Linked DNA regions of Sus scrofa: region 2 is linked to region 1. Evidence: chromatin contacts called from public Hi-C data. All regions are on one chromosome and are shown on one strand. Each heading gives the region's core, a stretch centred on a gene start, on an enhancer-like site or on the middle of the called end of the contact. The rest is flanking DNA. Distances are from core to core; before and after follow the strand shown.

Region 1 (6,601 bases), core at 2,586-5,085:
AAGCTTATCCCTCACAAGGCAGACTATGAGGTTGTTGGTACCTCATTTCCCAAGTATGTTCCTCAGCACATTAATTCAGTAGACTGTTAAAAGTGTTTGAGAAACTGGGGTTCCATAGCCAAACAAGTTTGGGAAATGCTGAGTTAAACAAAGTTAAATGGATTAAAAAAAAAAAGAAACAAAATTGTAATACTTTCCAATAAGCTGATGTCCATTGAAAATGTCCAAAGGAGGAGTTCCTGTCATGGCTCAGTAGTAACAAACCTGACTAATATTCATGATGCCGTGGGTTTGATCCCTGGCCTTGCTCAGTGGGTTAAGGATGCGGCACCGCCATGAGCTGTGGTGTATGTAGGTCGCAGATGTGGCTCGGATCTGGTGTTGCTGTGGCTGTGGCAAAAGCCTGCAGCTACAGTTTCCATTTGACTCCTAGTCTGGCAGCTTTCATATGCCATGGGTGTGGCACTACAAAGACAAAAAAAAAAGTAAAAGTAAAAATAAAATGTCCAAGGGAGGATTATCATAGGGGGGTGACCAAATGTTTATATCAGAACTCCCATTTATTTTTGTGAATACATAGTAAGAAGTATGTTAAAACCTTCTTTTATTAGAGGTTGCAATGTGCCTTCACTAGCTCCTCCCCATCAGTCTAGCTTTGCTCTTGAAAGCCTTCGGGCTTTAGTGAGTGACAACTACATCTTCTTTTTTTTTTTTTTTTTTTTTTGCTATTTCTTGGGCCGCTCACGCAGCATATGGAGGTTCCCAGGCTAGGGGTTGAATCGGAGCTGCAGCCACCGGCCTACGCCAGAGCCACAGCAGCGTGGGATCCGAGCCGCGTCTGCGACCTACACCACAGCTCACGGCAACGCTGGATCTTTAACCCACTGAGCAAGGGCAGGGACCGAACCCGAAACCTCATGGTTCCTAGTCGGATTCGTTAACCACTGCGCCACGACGGGAACTCCCAACTACATCTTCTTGGAGTGGCTTCTCCAGGTTAAATGGCTCCTCTGGCCCCCTCTGAGTTCCTTCAACCTCCTCACGGGCCAAAGTTTCCGGACTTTTTGCAGTTCTGTCTGCCTTGTGTTTGTTCTGGCCCCTCTTAAAGTCCTAGGCTTGCCAGATAAACTATAGGGCAGCCAGTGACATGTGAATTTCAGATGAACATATGGGACTTACTTATATTAAAAAATTATCAAATGTAACTAGGTGCCTTATATTTTTCTTTCCTAAAGCTGGCCATCTTATTAGAATTTCAGAAGGGTGGGTTTTTTTAAACGATTTTTTTTTTTTCCATTATAGCTGGTTTACAGTGTTCTGTCAATTTTCTGCTCTACCGCAAGATCACGCATACATGTATACATTCTTTTTTCTCACAGTATCCTCCATCCTGCTCCATTAGAAGTGACTAGATATAGTTCCCAGTGCTCCACAGCAGGATCTCATTGCTTAGCCATTCCAAAGACAATAGTTTGCATCTATTAACCCCCAATTCCCAGTCCATCCCAGCCCCTCCCCTTCCACCTTGCAGAAAGGTGATGTTAACATCTTGCAATGGTACAGGGCACAGAGTAATAACTACACTAATGGGAGAGGCACAGGCTGCCATAACCACCAGAACCAGGAGTGTGAAATCGTGCAGGGTGTCGGACCCTCCCTACCTCACGTGTGTGCCAGACAGAGCTTCACTATCAGGTTGCCGTTAAAAAGATACTTTCAGGGGAGTTCCCGTCGTGGTGCAGTAGTTAACGAATCCGACTAGGAACCATGAGGTTTCGGGTTCGATCCCTGCCCTTGCTCAGTGGGTTGACGATCTGGCGTTGCCGTGAGCTGTGGTATAGGTTGCAGACGCGGCTCGGATCCCGTGTTGCTGTGGCTCTGGCGTAGGCTGGAGGCTACAGCTCCGATTCCACCCCTAGCCTGGGAACTTCCATATGCCGCGAGAGCGGCCCAAGAAATGGCAAAAAGACAAAAAAAAAAAAAAAAAAAGATACTTTCAGAGTTCCTGTGGTGGCTCAGCGGTAACAAACCTGTCTAGTATCCATGAGGATGCGGGTTTGAGCCCTGGCCTCACTCAGTGGGTCAGGGATCCGGCATTGCCATGAGCTGTGGTGTAGGTTGAAGATGCAGCCCGGATCCCGCGTGCCCATGGCTGTGGTATAGGCCAGTAGCTGTAGCTCCAGTTTGACCCCTAGCTTGGGAACTTCCACATGTTGAGGATGTGGCCCTTAAAAAAAAAAAAGACAATGAAAAGATACTTTCAATTCTGAATAGTGAAGCCTAAAATAGAGAAAGCTAGAACAGCAAGCGCCCTATGAACATCTTGCTTCCCCACTCACAGAAGAAGGAAGACATTTGCATGGAGAGTAGGAGACTTTCCCCAAGGTCACAGCAATGGCAACACTGGGATGACTGCCTCCAGAATTTTAGACTCGAAATGCATCCCCTTTCAGCGGACACAGTGATGCTTCTAAACAGCAAGCTCTGTGAGGGCAGAGACATACCTGGTTTACTCGCCACATGGTCATATTCCCAGTGCCCAGCCTGGTTTCTGGGATGTCTGAGGCACTCGATAATATTTATTGAGTGTTTGAATGAATGTGAGACTTCTCAAGCCTCCTTTTCCTCCAAGGGCGAACTTCCATAAATTATTCTAATGTAAATTCCAGAGCAGAGATCATATCTCATGCTTCTTTATGGCCCTGCTCCTAACCCCGGTGCCTGGCCTAATCCTTTGTCAAGAGAAGAGCTCAATAAAACTTCTGGTGAGAAAAAAAACTGTGATGTAAGGTATAAACACCACTTCATTGCTGTTACCTACCTGTGATCTGATTTTCTATTTCCCCTTGCATGTGCAAAGACTCCATGTAGACAGTGCGGTTGCCAATAAATCTGGCACACGCAATCCCTCTGTATGGCTGACAGAATCCATCTTCTTCGTACTCATCTCTGAAAAGAGAGCAAAGATGTGAGCTGAGGCAGTCGGTATATACAGGCAGCTGGCTCTGGTGCACCACACCCAAGACAGTCACTAGGGGGCGCAGTTGGGCACAGGATCCGAAAGACTGGGCTCAGGAATCTGGGCTTTTTCCTCAATTCCATCCGCCGCTTAAAACATCTGGTGGTCACGTTGGGCAAGTTTCCTTTACCCCCAGAAAATCGTCCTGAAGCACAAAGTCATCCTTAAATCTGGGAGAAAACACTTTTATTTTCGCAGCTGGTGGTGGGCTGGAAGATGATGTAGCTGTGAGAGTGAAGAGGAAATGAGGTGGAAATCTGGGCACAGGTTCTACGAGTTGTTTGTTGCTGTTTTTTAAGCACAGATTATTTCTGCTTCATTTGCTACAAAGGCGTGGGTGCATGATCCCTAAGATCCACCCTGACTGATATGTCAATTACGAGTCGCCACCAGGTTGAAGCTGAGTGCAGCTGGAAAGCAACTCGAGGGCAGTCCAGTTCTGCGGTTCCTCCCTGCCTAAGACCCGTTATCCCTACGCTGCAGAGAGAGAGGTCCATGGCAAACCCTGGACTGGACAATTTCAAATGAGTCACTAAGTCCCGGGAAATCGAGAGAAAACGTCCATGGAAACGGGCTTTCACGAGCCCCTAAAACTTCGAAAAGGATTTGGCTGCCTCCAAATTATAATAATAAAAGGCGCGGGGGGGGGGGAATAGATTTTATTCTGACAACCACGGAGATGCCAGAAAGGGATGTGATGAGTGACAGTGTGGCAAATGGCTAGAGATCTAAGGCTGGAGATGAGGACCTAAAAGGGCAGGGTCAGCTTGAAAGCACCGGGGCCATAACCTCCCACAAGGACCTATGATAACACAAGACACCAGAGCACAGAATATCCATCTGCTTCTGAAAGGCAGACCACAGCCAAACAGAAGGCTGCCGGTCCGACTCATGGGCTGACTTCCACCCTGATGTCCCTGGCTGGAGTCAACACACCATGGGAACAAAGCACCCCTCTTTCTCTTTGGTTTCTTTCTTTTTCTTTCTTTCTTTGTTTTTCTTAACTCTTTCATTTCCTTTCTTTCACTTTTTTTCTTTTACTTTTTTTTATTTTTAATTGTAATCAATAGTTATTTCCTGCATACATTTTTTTTTCTACTGTACAGCATGGTGACCCAGTTACACATACATGTAGACATTCTTTTTTCTCCCACTATTGTGGTTGCCCAGGGGGAGGCGGAGGGAGGGGGATGGGCTGGGAGCTTGGGGTTAATAGAGGCAAACTATTGCCGTTGGAATGGTTCCTTCTAAGTTCAAGTACTTGAGAGCAAAAGCCAGGAGAACAAAAATTCTCCTTGGTTTAACGTTGGCATGTCCTTGGGCAACCTCCCAAATGAGATGAAGCTGCTAACTGACCTCTCTACCCCATAAGGCCAGGTCAGGAGGATCCTATGAAATTGTGTAAATGCTTTTAAAAAGTGCTACACCGAGGTAACTTCTTATTGTTATGGAAGTACTTATATTTAAAAAGACATGAATTTAAAGGGTCATTATTTATTAAACTTCTCCTTTATCAAATCGACTGTGCACGCAGTGCTCTGGCCCTGGACCGCCACACCTGAGGGTTCCGGGAGGAAGTCTAGAAACGCCCCCAGAAGAGGAAACCAGGTGGAAAAAAAAACCCTGATAGAACTGATCTTTAAAAGACACTCATTTCAGCTGCTTTCTATGCCCTATTCTCGAAAACAGTCACGTCAAAGGTGGAGATGGGGCCGTTATCCTCAGTTTCGTCCCCTAAATAGTTTGCAGGGCAAAGCTCATAAAAACGTGACCTGGAGTTCCCATCGTGGCTCAGTGGTTAACGAATCCAACTAGGAACCATGAGGTTGCAGGTTCGATCCCTGGCCTTGCTCAGTGGGTTAAGGATCCAGCGTTGCCGGGAGCTGTGGTGTAGGTCGCAGACGCGGCTCGGATCCTGCATTGCTGTGGCTCTGGCGTAGGCCAGTGGTTCCCATTCGACCCCTAGCCTGGGAACCTCCATATGCCGCAGGAGTGGCCCCAGAAAAGGCAAAAAGACAAAAAAAAAAAAAAAAAAAAAAAAGAAGTGACCTATAAGTACACATACAAATGAATATATCATATACCTGACATAAAGACCCTGAAATTTTAATGTTGCAAAATCCTGCAAGCACTCCACATGTTTACTTTCATAAATCCTAGAGTAACGTTGAAGCCTTTTTGGCTTAAATTTTACTTGGGTTGTAAAATTAACCCCACTTTTATTGGGTAACTAATACCATAAACCTATGGGGAGAAAGAAGTTTCTCGATGACCCTGGCTTGGATCTTAGAAACTGAAGTCCTGAGACCGGAATGTACCCCCGCATCAACCCCCTCCCCCGCTATTACACAAGATGCTCTTCTAACCCGAGGCATTAGCGGAGCCCTGGATTTTTAAGGTGTCATTATGAGAACACTTCTTCCTCCCCCACATTAAACTCTCAAGGCCTCAATTTATATCTCTTGGGAGGACAAAACCCTGGAATTACCCCCAGATATAAATCCCCAACCTACTGGGAGTTCCCATATTTTATGTGTGAGGCTTAGGCTAAACTTCTTACCACCTTTCCAGTTCAAGACTCTAAAAAGACCCTTTGAATACTGTTTGCCAGAATAAAATGGAAAGTAATTCTTTGGCTGCATATTTCTTATCAAGGGCTTAGAGCTGCAGGTGTATTAAAATTTTGACTGTGCCCAGAATTCTTGATATTTTGGCCAGTCGCTTGGGGATAGATATAAAAGACAACACGAAACAAAATTTTAAAAAACAGTATGTAATGTCATCTGTTAGGGAGTAGTTTTCTCAGCTCTGGCTGCTTATAGAATCTCCTCGGGCAATTTTCAGAAACACCAGTGCTCCAACCCCACCTCGACTTAGTAAATCAGTCTCTGGGGATGCAGCTGAGGCATTCATGCATTTGAAAAGGCTCTCCGGTGATTTGAATGTGGTTGGGAACCACAGCTCTAGAAAAATAAACATGTATTAAGTGGCTGCCACTCTCTGTGCCGGGTACTATGCTAAGTGCTTTCTTCAAAGTAGCCTCTTGTGCGGTATTATCATCCTTATTTATCAGAGGGAGAAACTCAAGTTCAGAGATGTCTGAATTGAAGCAACTGGCTCAGAGTCACAAAGCCAGTAAGTGGTGGAGCTAAGGTTTAAACTGAAACTTCAAGCTCAATCTTGAATACCAGGCTGTGAGATCTGTCATGCTCTACTTTTTAATACAACGTTTAATGAAATCAGCTGAATAATAATAAATAAGGGGCTTTCTCACGAGCCTTGACTCTGCACGAGGCACTGCGGAACTCCATTTCTATATAAGAGCAACATTAAGTCATTTAATCTTGACAACAGCCTTATACAGAAAGTGAAGGTGTCACTATTCCCATTTTATAGACGAGAAAACTGTAGGGTCCGAAAGAGCAAAGAACTTGGGCAACGCGACACAGCAAGCAGAACTAGATTTGCCCCGAATTAGTGCTTGTAACTGTGGTACAGAGCTTCCTTCCAAATGGTTGGCTGTGGAAGGTTCTGCACTGCTTCCAGGGGCTTTCTACTGTGAGGATGTTTTGGTGTTTGCGG
Region 2 (6,198 bases), core at 1,632-4,131, 470 kb after region 1:
CACTGTATTGACAACAGACCAAATTGAAGGTCAAGTCCAACATCTCTCCACCCAGTATTTATTGGAGGCCTACTAGGGTCCTGGCTCTCCTAGGAACCGAGAAGCGAGCAGTGAACAAAATGAAATCCAGTCTTCTTGGAGCTTACATTCCAGCGGGGAGCAGACAGATGATAAAGACAGTGTAAGTAATAGGTCTGATGCTAAGTCCTAAAAAGAAAAATCGTCGTGATAAAGAAATAGAGAATGATGGGGTGGGTCGCCTTTTTTAAAGAGGGGTTGTTAAGAGGCTCTCTGATAAGGTAAGCCCTGGAGGAGGTGAGGGAGGAGAGTCCCAGGCAGAGGAAGAGTGGGAACAAGGCTTTAGGTGATAATGCTTGAAGTGTTCAAGTAGAAAGAGCAGGGTGGCTGGAGCAGAGTAAGAGGGGAGAGGGACAGAAGGCGGGATCAAGGATGCAGAATGGCGCTCCCCAAACTGAACGTGCAGAAGCATCCCTGGAGGTGCCAGGAATGGTGATCCAGAGATGTTCCTGCGTAATAAGCACTAACCTGGAGTCGCGCATGTGCAAAGCATTCTCTGGACCACCATAAACACCGTTCCAATCTGACTCAAGCACGCAGAACACCCCCTGGTTGCCCATAAACGTGCTCCCACTTCCACCAGCTCAGCTCACATGGATTACACAGTAGGCCAAGCCATTGTGTTTTAGGAAATGTCACCTGCACAACTGGACATTAATGTGGACACAGTTAGATATCGACACGAGAGACTGGCCAGCCTAGCCACTGTGCCTTTATTCATGAGGCAGACCGTGGCTCTCAGCCTTGAGCCCCTGCCTGCCAGTCTCATGCCTACTATTTTGCAAGAATGAGAGAAATATAAGTAGGGTGGGCCTGGATCTTGATCACAGCCTGGGACCACTAGCAGGGAGGCTGGAGCCATCAGCAGGCCTACATGGGCCAGGGTAGGCCCGTCAGAGTGGTCACCATAGGAATGATGCAGTGGGCTGGTCCAGAGCTGCACGGTGACAAGGCTTAGCCTGGCTCTGGGAGCACTGCACGGGGCTTTGGGAGAAGCAACTAGTGTTTTCTAGGCAGTGGGTTAGTCTCTTTCCACGCACAATCACATGAAACCCTCACTAACCTGGAAAATAGAATTTCTGTTCTAGAGAAGAGGAAACTGAGGTTCAGGGAGGCTGAATAAATTGCCTAATGCCACATAGCTATTAAGAGGAAGTTCCCATTATGGTGCCGCAGAAATGAATCCAACTGGTATCCACGAGGACGAGGGTTCGATCCCTGGCGTCACGCAGTGGGTTAAGGCTCTAGCGTTGCTGTGGTTGTGGTGTAGGTCACAGATATGGCTCGGATCCCATGTTGCTGTGGCTGGGGTATAGGCCAGCACCTGTAGCTCCAACTCAACCCCTAGCCCAGGAACTTCCATATGGTGCAGATGTGGCCCAAAAAAAGGGGGGAGAAAAAGAGGTAATTGGGGACCTCAGAACTCACTGACTCCAAAGACTGATTTCTTTCCATGACACCATGAGCATTGTTTTGAAATAAGTCACTTCATTCCGAGCAGCTCAATGCAGTCCTGTTGAGTTGGGGAGTGGAGACAAGTCATCCCATCATCTCAGACTCTGGACAGATGGCCAGATTCTCCAGACAGATTTGGGGATCCACTGGAGGAGAAGAGTTTATGGTCCCCAAGTGCTGCACTGACCCAGCCCTTTCAAAAAGATGCCCATCTCAGAATTCCCATTGTGGCTCAACAGGTTAAGGATCTGACATCGTCTCTGTGAGGATGCAGGTTCCATCCCTGGCCTTGCTCAGTGGGTTAAGGATCCTGCATTGCTGTGGCTCTGGCATAGGCCTTGATTGCAGCTCCAACTTGATTCCTAGCCTGGGAACTTCCAGGTGCTGCAGGTGTGGCCATAAAAGGGGAAAAAAAAAAAAAGATGACAATGCCCAGGGCCCTCATCCTTGGGATCTGTCCCTTCCATTTGGGCAGGGCCTTGGGTGCTGGTACCCTATCCGCCTTCATGTGACCCAGGACCCAGCTAGACAACCCACCCTGTGGCCCCGGCCAGGCTGGCAGAGTCAGAGATGGCGGTGCGACCTCTGTGTCTCCCCAAGGCTGAAACACTGGCTTGTTCTACAACCTTCTGCCTCTGCTTCCGCTTCCTTCTTGGGCTTGTTGGCACTCACTCTCATGCAACGGGCACCCTTGTTCACAAAATATCATCTGCAAATATGGGAATCTCTGCACCAGCCCCACATTGTTGATATCTCTGGAGTTGTTTATAAAAATATCCCTGGCATTCCCTGCCCGGCGTGGTTCCGCGTCATGCTCCACTTGCAGGCAAGCTTTACCAGCCCGATAAGGAGTCCTTTATTTGCCCTTTAGGGAAGTTATGACACACATCACCAGCTCTCTCCCCACCCCCTTTCTAGAGCTTGCATCATCCATAAAAAGGGCCATTTTTATAAATGTCAGGGAGGAGACTAATCCCAGCTCTGGGTCTAACGCATTTTCTCTAGGACTCCGTTGAATCAGTGACAACTTGTGGCTAAATGAGCTTGACCAGGAATCCGCGACGTTAACTGGAAAGTGGTTATCTCAGAGACGAGTCTATTCATCTTGGTATTGGACAGTTCGGCAAGGGGCTAGACAGTTCAGGTGGGCTCTGGTTAGGAAATCATGGGCTGGGGAGCTCCTATTTGGTTGGGAAACTATAGCTCAGGGGTTGATGCATGTGTTTTTCTCACTAACTCACCTCGTTAGAGCACTAGGCTTGGAAGAAAGGCCTTGGTCTTGATCTTCCTCAAAGCAAGTCAGCATCTCCCTGCAGGTTCGCCTAACTGCCAGCAGCCAGCATGTGAGAGCAGAGAGTATGAATGGACTGCTGCAACACAGCAGCATCATAGGACCGAGCCCAACCTTTCACGCGTATCTAGGACACTAGGTCTCTAGATAGAATAGAAATAGAATAGTCATGAGGCGCAAAGGCAGTAACATTCATCTATATATTTAATCAAGGATGCTTACTGAGCACCCACTCCATGCCAACACTGCCAGACACTGAGCTGAGCGTGCAGGCAGGAGAGGATGGAGCACCTCATTTGATGGTATTTCCCAGCCACCCTTGCAGTTAGGTGTGGCTGTGGGACTGAGGTTCGACATTGAGGTTGGCAATGAATGCAGGCAAAAGTGATGAGCAGCACAGCACTGCCAGGAGTGGCCTATAACGGCTTCTACACAATCCCCCACTGTCTTCTTTTTTCCCGTGTTTGTCAGCAGAACACGAGGTCCGCCAAAGGACTAGGAGATCCTACAGGAGCCAACAAATATATGGGGCCTGAGTCCCTGATCACTGCACAAAATAGAGGTCTCTCTGAACCCCACGCTGATCGGACTTGATGGGAAGAGAAATACACTGTCCTCGTGTGAGGCCGCTAAAACCCAGAGCTTGTCTGTGGCAGCATTGAACCCACCCTGCCCAACGCACAGCCCTTCACCTTTTATTCATTGCACTCTCAGCAGACCTTGCCTCCTTCTGTTCCGAGAAAAACAACCCACCCAGAGAGCCCCGCTTCCTTCTGTGACATCCTGACTTGCTGGCCCATCTTCACGCTTGCTTTCCCACCCTCCCCACTGCCCCGCACTGAGAGTCCCTCTCCCCGGGAGCTTGATCCCATCCCCCTGCTGGCACCTGCATTTTGTGGACGATCCTCCGCCTGAAAAAATTCTACTCTCCTTTTTCCTGAAATAAAACAGCCCCTTCTAGAAGTTGGATCCTCGAGGCAAGTCATCCTCTTTGTCATCCCAGGAGCCTGGGGAGATTGTCAGATTCTCCAGACAGATTTAGGGTTCAGGCAAGGGCAGAGGGTCCATGTTCCCTGAGTGCTCCACTGACCTGGCCCTTTGAAGGTGATGCTTATCTCCTGAAATAAAGTCTGTGGAGGCGAACCATTTATCCATCCTGCATCCCCTTAAGCAACCAACCCAATCATCTCTGACCCTTCCCTAATTTCTTTTTGTTTTTGTTTTGTTTTTTAGGACCACACCCATGGCATATGAAGTTCCAAGACTAGGGGCTGAATCAGAGTTGCAGCTGCTGGCCTATGCCACAGCCACATGGGATCAAGCCACATCTGTGACCTACACCACAGCTCACGACCACACTGGATCCTTAGCCCACTGAGAAAGTCCAGGGATGGAACCTGCATCCTCATGGAGCAGGGTTTGTAACCCTTAAGCCACAACAGGAACTCCCTTTGCTACCGGATTTCTGATGACTAGGCCAGAGTTACTACTTCTACCTGATCACCATGGATTCCTTAACCCACAGAAACCTGGTTTCCTCTTGCACAGCTCTCGTGATACTTTTTATTCAAAAGTCACCAATGACCTGACTCTCAGGTTCAGGGGATTTTTCTCAGCCTCTTCCAGCCTAATTTATCAGACGCTCTCGACCCTTGCCCAGCTGCCCCTCTAACTCACGCTTGGCTTAATGTTTGCCCTGCTCCTCTCCTCTGGTTCCTTCTGCTGCTCCTACGTGGAGGAAGGTCCCCATGGTCTGCTCTCTGCCAACTCTTTTCTCTCGAAATTCTCTTATGTGGTAAATAGGGCTATTACTATTACTACTAATAACGATAACTACCGTTTATTGAATGCATGTGTCAGGTGCCAAGCATAGCACATACGCTTTCCCACCTCGCCCTAACAAGAGCCCTCTGAGGCTGGTGGGGCTGCTATCGCCCTATTCAACAGAGGAGAAAGTCAAGGCAGCAAGCAGAGTTAAGGAGCACAGCCCAGGGCTACAGCCGACAAAGGGTACAGAGCCAGAAGAGGCCAGTGCTTGCTCACATGGTGCCTCTTATTTACATTTGGAAGGTCAAGGGCAGCCCCATCCCAGAGCACCTGGCTTGGCAAGTGGAGGGAGCAGCTGGTTCTACTCACGCCTAAGCAAGCCCCTCATGCAGAACACAAAGTGCAGGCCTATGCAGCACTAGGGGAGCCAGAATTCAAGCCCTGGCCTCTCCGATTCCAGAGACACCATGCCGCTCACCTCACAGGGGCTTGCAAAGATGAAAACTAAACAGATCACAAATGGATGTAAAGCTCTCGGATCAGTGCTCAGCATATAAGCAATGTACTAGATACGGCTGTTACTATGACTGTCATTATTGTTCATATGACCATTCTCATCCGCTTCCAAAGTTTCAACAAGTGAACTCATCAAATATTTAATCTTCTCTCACATGCCAAGTGGTAGGCTAGATACTGAGGTTACAAAAGATGAATAAGACACTGTTCCTGCCCCAGTGAATTAAAAATCTAGGAGGAAAGAAAGTCACACAAACAATGAATTTAAAAAAGGATGAATGAGCTCAGTAACAGAGGTGGTGCAAAGTGCTGTGTGCCCACGGAGGTGGGGGGGTTATGTTAGCGCAGGGCAGGGATGGGAATCTGGGCAGGGTTGGTGGCAGCTTCGGAGAGGAAGGGACATTTCACAGTGCCCGCCACAGAGGGATAATCCAGAGAGGGAAGCTGCATGAACAAAAGCATGCAGGTGGGCGCGTACCTGGTGGGCGAGTACCTGGTGTGCATGGCCTGGAGCTTACACTTGGCCATGGGAAGTCATTGAAAGCAGCACTGCAAAAAGAAGGGCTGTGATGTGGTCAGAACTTGGTTTTAGAAAGAACCCTGATGTCTAGAATAGTGTCTTGCATACACTGAGTAGGTGCTCAGGAAACATTTGGATGATGGATGGAGAGTGAAAAGGAGGAATGAAAGAATGAACCAAGAACTAGAAGGAACCTTCTTCCTGGGTACCCGCGGAGACATCGCGCGTGCATCTCAAGTTGTCCAGGGTTGTGTAAACACATTCACGCATTTATTGTAATCCGCTGCAGAGCAAGCGTGGGGAATGTTAGCACCAGAAGAATCCCTGATGAGGGAGCATACCAGCCCAGCAGCCGAGGCCCCGAGAGGGAGGTGGCTGGTTGCAGTGATGTGTCTCATGGCCCAGCCACAGTGTGGCCATCTTTTCTGATATGATCAGGTGCTCCGTTCGGAACTCTACCTTCTACTGAGCACACGTTTCATATTTCCACCTCCATGCCTTGCTTATAGGTCGGCACCCTGATTGAAAGCCTCCTCTTGTATTCTCCCCAGAGAGTATCCATTCTCCAAGG

The links. Hi-C and Micro-C count contacts between places; a contact is called where the count stands out from the background.
Region 2: a Hi-C map of heart right ventricle shows a contact between it and region 1, with 6 times the contacts expected there. The contact joins two enhancer-like sites. A contact is called at or near these places in 1 of 5 promoter capture datasets (liver) and 19 of 47 Hi-C or Micro-C datasets (alveolar macrophages, brain, embryonic fibroblasts and 12 more).

Annotation. Positions count from the first base shown.
Region 1 is chr6:148,353,721-148,360,321 of Sscrofa11.1, forward strand. ROR1 (inactive tyrosine-protein kinase transmembrane receptor ROR1) reads right to left here. Exons shown (of 11, transcript XM_021097764.1): 7 at 2,822-2,949. Among named protein-coding and RNA genes, the nearest start is that of UBE2U, 43 kb to the left of the region's middle. Within about 2 kb of position 3,836, at least 8 of the 83 cell types and tissues checked have an H3K27ac peak or open chromatin away from gene starts, as enhancers often do.
Region 2 is chr6:148,823,855-148,830,052 of Sscrofa11.1, forward strand. All of the region lies in intron 2 of ROR1 (inactive tyrosine-protein kinase transmembrane receptor ROR1), which reads right to left. Among named protein-coding and RNA genes, the nearest start is that of ROR1, 7.7 kb to the right of the region's middle. Within about 2 kb of position 2,882, at least 3 of the 83 cell types and tissues checked have an H3K27ac peak or open chromatin away from gene starts, as enhancers often do.